Regions from separate parts of the Mus musculus genome. Here region 2 is linked to region 1. Evidence: chromatin contacts called from public Hi-C data. All regions are on one chromosome and are shown on one strand. The core of a region is the stretch at or near the end of the contact, and the rest is flanking DNA. Distances in the headings are between cores, read along the strand shown. Region 1 has its middle 41 kb from the start of Glrx3. Region 2 has its middle 92 kb from the start of Gm25798.

Region 1 (4,408 bases), core at 369-2,868:
GTTGACTCCTCACATCCTGGGGGTAGGGTGAGGAGGGGCCTTAGGAGCCAGGAGACCCAGGGCCAAATCCCAGCTATACCACTTACCCTGTGACCTTGTTGGGTCTTGCTCTGGACCTGAGCTTCCATGCATCATGGTGCACTAGGATTCTATACTGGGATATGGTCCTACTGCCATCAAGAAAGCTCTGCTACCAAGCTGCTGCACCTATGGTGAATCTAGAAGTGAGACAGGAGGTTGGGGGCGACAGCATCAGAGTCCTCTGCGTGCACAGCCTGGGGATGCTCAGGCCACAGGCAAAGATTCTTCCCATCATGTGTCATGGTGGAGAATGGGCTAGCCTGCTGGGATCTTCTGTGGCTCTCTCCCTACACCTGACCAAGGAGTTCATGGACTCTGCATTTGACTGTCAGTGCCACTTGTCATGGGGGAAGCCTTGTTCAGGGATCCTTCCTGACAGAGCACACTTTATACCTATAGCTGGTTTAAAACAGCCAACACACATGGTATTGTCAGGCAGTGACCCAAGCACTCAATTCATCGGGAGTCACTGCTGTCTCAACACTACGGTAGAGGGGGGAATAGGTTAAACAAACTGCACAAGGTCACAGTACTTGGTGTAGCTGGGATTTGACCCTAGATCTCCAGCCATGCTTCCAATTGACCTCGTATCCCCGACAGGATGTGGAGTTATAGTCCAATTATGTAGCTTGAGGGGGAGGACAGTTGTAGTTCTCAAGGGTCCAGGTCAATGGTAGGTAGAGGATGAGAGGGGCTGGATCTTCTTCATTGGCATAAGAGAAGCCAAAGCTGAGGATAACTCTACAGAAGGTGGGGTGTGCACTTCCAGCAGCCGGGAGCATAGGCTTGAGTTCCCAAACACAGGACCAAACAGATGATCCCTGACCAGGCACCTCGACAGATAGCTACTACATGAATTAGAAAGTAACCCTCTGGGTGCTAGTTTCCCCCAGCGCTGATTGGCACCTCCTTTGAGTTTTGATCTACATTCTTTCTCCTCAAGGCCTTGGTATGCACAAGGGAGGATGCACAGCTGCAAGAAACCAGCATTGCCTGTGGTTTGAAGGTCTGCAGAGATGAGTGCATGCCCCATTAACACAGCCTGCTCCTGGAGCAGTAAGTTGGGAAATGGGCCACTCTGGAGGGCTCATCCCCACACTGTTGGATCCCCGATGGTCCAGGGATGTCCAATTGCTCCCTGTGTGGCTGCCTAGCTGGCCCAGTTCTAGCCTAGTTCTGAGATGTTAGTGTCAGGACAAGGTTGGATCCCGGCCTGACTGACTGGAGTCCCTGTCCTTGACTGTTGAAGGCCCTTGGTGTCCAGACACGGCTTGGGGGAGCGGTCACTCCTCAACCCCAAGGCGGGTAATGGTAGGCAATGCGGGCTTTCCTGTGCTAACTCAGCTTCTCTGTCCCCGATGTCTACTTGTAACTTTGCAGGAACTAGCCTGGTATCCTCTGTAGCTGGTCACCACTGGTCTATGAATGTCACAATCAGCTCCTGGCTGTAGGAGGCAGCGGCAGGTGGTGACCGTGTGTGTCCACGCGAGGTCGCTGCGCACCGCGGGCCGATCAACCGCGCAGTCTGCAAGAGCGAACTTTGGGCACCAGGGGGCGCGCGAGGACCAAGGTTAGCACAGCATGGACAGGAGTGCGGTGGTGGTGTGTCCCTCCCGCCTCGCCTCCGCGCGAGTCTTGGAACCGCTTGTTTTGAAATTCTACCTCCCTTTTTCCTTTACAGAGAAAGCGTGTGGAAAATCTAGGTTGACTAGCTGGGGAGCAGCGTTCACAGACCTGTGTGGCTGCCTCCTATTCGAATACCAGAGCTAATCCTCACCCCCACTCACCCTGCCCCCAATCTCCTGGTCCTTGGAAGCCACCTAGATGGCACTGCTGATTTGCACCCTGCGGGAGCCAGCATCCACCCTCTGGAGTGAAGCTTACCTGGTGGATAGCCATCAGCCTAACCTAGGCTTTCAGGTGTATATGTGGAACACCTCACCCCTATTCCCAGCTCCACTTCACAGAGGACACGCCATAGAATAAGGTGCCACAGTCTCATTGCATCATGAGATGGTACTGTCCCTATGATCTGTCACGGCCTGAAGAAGTTTGTGGATGTCTTCACGGTGACGCAACTCTCTTCCCCTTTCCATGCTGTGTTGCTTGGAGACAGTTCACACCTGAAGGGCAGGCATCTTTAGGGGGAGGTGCAAAACTGAGGTTCTGTTGGGAAAATTTTGGATATTCATCCCTTTACCCTGCTTATTCTTTTGTCTAGCCATTCGTTCATGTCAGGGGGTGCTTACCGGTATTTTATATCTGCTGCGGAGTTCTGCTCTCTGGGCACGATACGACCATGGCCGTCTCAAAATCATCAGCAGTTCCAACTATCTGCATAAGATCCTTGGCCACTAACATTCCCTCAAGGCTGGTGGGCCTGATAGGGTACGGCTCAGGAGGGTGTACTCGAGAGAAGGATATAATTGATGAACAGTTAGGGGCACTCTTCTTTGGAGGTGTGGCTGCCCATAAACTGTTCATGTTCCTATAAGTAACTCCAGTTAAATGTAATGATTAGTTAAGGTAGACGTTGGGGGTGTTGGCTCTTTGGTCTGTTGCTGGCACCCTGTCTGGAGGGAGATATCCATTTATCTCTCTCCATGCAAAGTTTAGCTACAATAGCCAAGGGAGTGAGGGAGGGAGTGGTCATGGAATGGTGGGAGGCGTGGCCACAGAAGGATGGGAGGCAGGGCTGGTGGTATACACAGGGGCCTCTGTGTGTGTGTGTGTGTGTGTGTGTGTGTCCCAATTCTAGTCTTTCTGAAACGGAATATTTCAAAGGAGAAACAAAACAAAACAAAACAAAACAAGACAGGTTTAGGATAAACCCTGTTGCCAAAACATACTGAGGATAGCCATTCACCGTAGCCTGGTCACTGTGGTAAGAAAGGCTGGGTCTGGGTGGCATGGTTGCTCTGGGTTTATCTATCCTTGGTCCTGGCCCTGTTCTATGTTCTAATGGCTATGGTCATGTCAAGAGTTCTCGGGACACAGATGTAGTTCCTGTTGGCATCCCCTATCAGCCTCAGCCAGTGCCCTTGCTCAGCGGACTCAAGCTGGGGGCCAGAGCTTTGCCTTCTGTTTTTTTTTTTTTTTAGTTTTTCAAGACAGGGTTTCTCTGTGTAGCCTTGGCTGTCCTGGAACTCACTCTGTAGACCAGGCTGGCCTCAAACTCAGAAATCCACCTGCCTCTGCCTCCCGAGTGCTGGCATTAAAGGCGTGTGCCACCACCGTTGGGCTAGAGCTTTGCCTTCTTAAGTGATGTCTCCACTGGGTGCTTCCTTAATGCCTATCACTGGCCCCCAAGAGAACCGACATGGACAGGGGCCGCCAGGGGCCCTGTAGAAACCTTTTCATCTGATCTGCCAGATGCTTGAACCTGTGTCGACAGAGTCATTTGTACGGCGCCGTCTCTGCTCTCTTGGGACACACCCTAGTCTCTTTGGATGGCCGTCTGCCCGGGGTGATGGATATAAGCTAATCCTGTCTGTCTTGGAAGAAGGTGGCAGCTTGGCAGTTAACAAAGGGTTTTAATTAAAGAGAAAAGAATCATTTTGGCAAACTAGTTTTGCTCCTAAACTCAAGTGATCTGTCAAAGCTATAAGTTTGGTTAATTTCCACATAAGTCTCACTGGAGGAATTCACCCCAGTATCTGTGGGAGACAGAGTCCCAGGTCCAGGGATCCTGGGGAGAGCTCTTCTCATTTCCTCCCTCCCTTGTGGAATTCTCCAAAGCTGTGCTCCTCTCTCTCTCAAGATCTATTTATTTATTTTATGTATATGAGTACACTGTAGCTGTACAGATGTAGTTGTGAGCTATCATGTGGTTGCTAGGAATTGAACTCAGGACCTCTGATCGCTCTGGCCCTGCTCACTCTAGCCCAAAGATTTATTTATTATTATATGTAAGTACACTGCAGCTGTCTATAGACACATCAGCAGAGGGCGTCAGATGTCATTACGGATGGTTGTGAGCCACCACCATGTGGTTGCCGGGATTAGAACTCAGGACCTTCGGAAGAGCAGTCAGTGCTCTTACCCTCTAAGCTACCTCTCCAGCCTGTGCAGTCACTCATTACCCCAGGTTGCCAATAGGTCCGGACCTTGCCTTGACCTCTTCTCCAGGCATGTGACCTTCTCACCCTGGCCCAGCCTGCCAGGACATGGCTGTTTACAGCTGCCTTGTGCTTTCTGTATGTGCTGGTTAGCTTTTGTCAAACTGACACAAATCTACACATAAGCCTGGGGAGAGGGAATTGTCAACCGAGGAACTGTCTCTACCAAATGACTTATGAGTGTGTGGTACTGAGTCCTGCCTCTCTGT
Region 2 (4,378 bases), core at 528-3,027, 530 kb after region 1:
AAACCGTAGAATCCTGTAAGGCTCAAGAGCCAGTCTCAGCTTCCTTGTCAATTCTCTGTGGAGCAGCCCACAGCTCTCCTCCTTGCCTGTGAATGGCTATGAGAGTCTCCCAGCATCCTGAAATTGAACTGAGCTGAGACCTGCAGCAGCTGGACCAGTGCCACCGGAACAGATTGCTCAGGCCCAGCTGTGACTAGAGATATCTGCCCTGTAGAGCCAGACCTTGCACATTGGGGTGCTGGCTTGAGACAGCGTTACAAGTTGGCCTTGGGTCAGTGGAGTACAATGGCTTCATCTGCTCCACATCTGGGAATGAGCCCAGTCAGATCAGGAGAAAAGAGAATGAATAACACTTGCAAGTTAGCTGAGAAGACTATGTTTCTTATCCTCTTCCTTTAGGAAAAAAAAATGCATATTTAGTTAGGGCTTATCTTTTCTGTTGCCATGGGACTAACCAAAATGGGAGGACAGAGAAATGGGACAACAGACATGTGCCTGCTATAGGTGACAGGCAGCTCTGGGAACAGCCCACTGCCAAAGCCCCTGAATCCCTCAATCTCCTGTCTGCCCTGGGGTTCCTACCATTACCTAGCTCTCAGACTTCCCCTCTGATTTTAATATAGACCCTGCTCTTCACTCCCCTTTCGAGGTCGATCCATTCTGCTTCTGGCCCAAGTCTCTCTCCTTTTGCCTCAAGGTCATTCATCCACAGGTAGTTGACGTGACTTGTGAGATTCTCAGGGCAATTTCTTCAGGGCTTCTTGGAAGGAGCCGATGCCCACTATGTCCACTGGTAATACAGATGCCCATATCCTCAGATGCTCCAGGCATAGCATGTGCCTCAAAACCATCAGGTGTCCTTCCAACTGTCTCCAAATGATTCACTGTGTAGGGACTGTGCAAACTGCTATTGTACCAGATTGTTCAGAGAATAAGAAGAAAGTGTGTGTGTGTGTGTGTGTGTGTGTGTGTGTGTGTGTGTTTCTTGGAAAGGCAGCAGACTCCCCACCCCCACCCCGCATGAAGGAGCCAGCCTGAAGCATGCAGAGGGCTCAAGGAGCCCGGATCCTTGCATGCTGGAGAAGCATGGTTCTGTGTGTGACCAGTCTTAATGCACGAAATTGTCACGTTCTCTAGTGGGCAAGTGGTGGCCCTGAGAGTAGTCGCAGCACTATACTCCCAAACATGAATGTGACCTGATTTTCAAAGGGATCTTTGGTGATGAAATTAGGTAAAGTTGCTCATAACAAGAAGAGAGAGAGCCACACAGGAAGAGCCACCAGAGGCCTGAAACAGATACTGGAGTGGTGGTCCAGCTAAGGAGCCAACAGGAACTGGACAAGGCTTGGATCAGCAGGCACTCCTGGGAATGTCTATCAAGCACTCTGCCTACTCACTTCATACTTCTGTCTCCAGCGCCACAAGAGAGGATGTTTATGATGTCACCTACCCTGTGTGTGGCTACAGTGACCCAGGAGAGACAAACAGAGGTTTTAGGCAGTAGTCCTGGGATGACATTTTCCAACCTGTACTGGTATATCCGTTGCACTAAAAGACCTGTGTCCAGGCTCTGTGTCCACCCCATGCCACAGAGAACACTTCTCAGCTCCGTGGCCAGCATATCCACACAGTCCCCGAGAACCAGAGTCCTCCATGGGATAAGAATTCCCGCTGGGAAGCAAGGTTTAAATTCCCAGCTTGGAGGAGCTCCATGCCTTTGTTCTAGCTTTGCATTATCCCAGCCCAATTACCTATGCAAATCAGTTTGCATCTCTTTGGCATGTTTTCTTTCCTGTAAAAAAATGTGTAAATCTCCCTATGTGGGAGGCTGGAGGCAGAGCCATGCCAGAAGAATGCAAGTGACTTGCTTGAAATTCACCTTCTGAGTCCTAGAATCCACACAGAGCAGAGTGACTCCCAACAGAGGGTCTTGGAAGAAAAGTGAAGCATCCCTGTCAATCTGCAGCTTGTCAGTAAATGGTGCAAAGCTATTTCTGAGATGAAGGATGGCAGTAACTCAGAGTGCTGACACCCATAAATACTGCTGAAATTGCTTTTCTCAATCATGTACTTCCAAATAGGCATGAAGAGACTCAATTTCAACACAGGTCAGCTTTGAGCAGATGAGGAATATTGCCCTCCTATGTCCTGCCTCTGGGCACAACAGGACACCCTCCTACCACACATGAGGTACAAGAAGGAACTCAGTCACCACTGACTTCCACCTCCTAACACCATGTAAGGACTGAAAGCCTTTCTGGTTCCTCAACAGAGATTAGCAAGACCTTCTCTTCTTGTTCCTGATAGCTGTCACTTGATTTGTAAAATTTGGGGACCGGGAGACAATTTTTGCTTTTCTATTGTATTTGGGTCTTTTCCAGATCTGTTCTATTGCTTGCCTAAGTACCTGAGACTTGCAGGCAAGAGGTGGGCACTCCTTTAACAATGTTGTCATCTCAAAGGCAACACCCATTCATTTCATTCAATAGATGTTTACAGAGTACATGAAAGTCCTATCCATTCATCCATCTGTCCATCTTCTATCCATCCATCCATCCATCCACCCATCCATCCACTCATCATTCCATTCATCTACTTACCCATCCAACATCCATCCCTTCATTCATCTGCCCACCTATTTATCTATCATTCATCCATCTATTCACACATTTCTCAATCATATATTCACCTTCTGGCTACCCATCCATCTACCCTTCATCAACCATACATCCACACATACACTCATTTATTCATCAATCACTCAACAGCCCACCATTAATCCAACTACTCATACACTATCCATCCGTCATTCATCCACTCATCCATCCACTCACCCATTCATCATCCATATATCCATTTATTCACCCATCATCCATCCATCTGTTCATACATACATCCACCCACCATTCATCCATTCATGTACCCATCATTTATCACATTTGCTCATTCATTCAACAAATGGTTATTATTATCAACACTGTATTTTACACAGTGCTCCTTCAAGACCTTTGAATAACTTTCTGACAATGCTTCTACCTCCTCTTTGTCTACTTGGAATCTCCTCCACAAGACTCTAAGTCCCCAGTTTCTCTATGGCACTCCTCACATCTCAATACCAAAATGGGAGTCACAGGCTATAAGGTACAGCATAAGAACAAGACAGAGATGTGCAAACAGATCTGGAGCTGCAGGCAGGCAGATACTGAGTCCCCCTTTTTTTGCAACAAGTCAAGGGTTTCTGTGACTTACAAAAGTGAAGGATGGTTCTCAATCTTGAGTCAATTGTGTCCTGTGCTGGAGATAACTTGGGGTCACGCAGGACAGATCATCTGAGTGATTCTACCCATTCCACTGTCTCCATGGTCCATACTTGGATTTGACTCCAAAGTTAAAAAAATCAGCCTTGACTTTTAACTATGAAAAAAGATAAAGAGACCCAGTAAGTAGAAGCAGAGATGAGGAAGGAGCCCTCACAACAGCTTCACAAACATATAAGAAGCTAGCAGAGGAAGAGGGAGGGGGCAACAGGGGGGTGTGAAAGGGGGAGGGAGCTAGGAGTCTGGTGGGGAAGATGGAGCCTGTATTGAGTGTGCACCAGAGGCAGGAAGCTCATCACGTAGGACTCAGAAAGGCGAATCAGATATGGTGACAACGAAATGTTTCTCTAAGTAAGCTTCTCCACTGATGGACCAGCCAAAATGCCAGTGTGTGCTGGGACCCCATGCCTCACCTCCCAGTCTTCATCAGTTCCTAAGAGGCAACATTGGTAACCATTCACCCAGTGCGGAGGAGCTTCCTGGGTGAGGTGATTCTGCCAGTCCTACCCTGTGCTTAGACTTGAGCCTCATGTTCATGCCAGCTTTCTGATTATTCCTACCTTGGCCACCTCCTCACAATTACTACCACCTCCACTATGCCCACCTTCTCCAGCATCTTCATCTTCTCTAGCTTCTCCCATTTCAACACCTCTGCCCAACGCTGGCGTCTGAACCAAGTGGCCTGACCAGAACAGAAACCTCCAGCCAGAGGAGATTCCACTTCACCACTGGAATCAAGTCCACAGACCTGTGAGGAAGGTTTGGGGTGGCTTTGGAGCAGATGGTGGTGGCAGGACAGGATGACATCCATACTTTTCTCTGGCATCGTCTCAGGGAGACAGCTCTTGGGCATTACACATGTGGTCTAGTTCTTAGACAGGAACAGTTTCTGTGTTTCCTTTGACATAAACTAATATACATTTCATGGCATTCTTTAAATGCGAGGAGACATTTTTAAAAATCACAGGCTGCATTAATTTTCAAACAAACGTCCCATGTTGCATTTGCAGCCAAGGCAAATGAAATGCTAAGCGGGGCTGTGCACGCCACACTCCATGACA

The links. A called contact is a pair of places that touch in the nucleus more often than the background predicts.
Region 2: a Hi-C map of cortical neurons shows a contact between it and region 1, with 4 times the contacts expected there. The contact joins two enhancer-like sites. A contact is called at or near these places in 1 of 15 datasets of contacts at CTCF or cohesin (large pre-B cells) and 1 of 484 Hi-C or Micro-C datasets (cortical neurons).

Annotation. Positions count from the first base shown.
Region 1 is chr7:137,476,848-137,481,255 of GRCm38.p6, forward strand. No RefSeq gene overlaps it. Among named protein-coding and RNA genes, the nearest start is that of Glrx3, 41 kb to the left of the region's middle. Within about 2 kb of position 1,619, at least 23 of the 459 cell types and tissues checked have an H3K27ac peak or open chromatin away from gene starts, as enhancers often do. A contact at or near this core is called in cortical neurons, where this site is marked.
Region 2 is chr7:138,006,999-138,011,376 of GRCm38.p6, forward strand. No RefSeq gene overlaps it. Among named protein-coding and RNA genes, the nearest start is that of Gm25798, 92 kb to the right of the region's middle. Within about 2 kb of position 1,778, at least 8 of the 459 cell types and tissues checked have an H3K27ac peak or open chromatin away from gene starts, as enhancers often do. A contact at or near this core is called in cortical neurons, where this site is marked.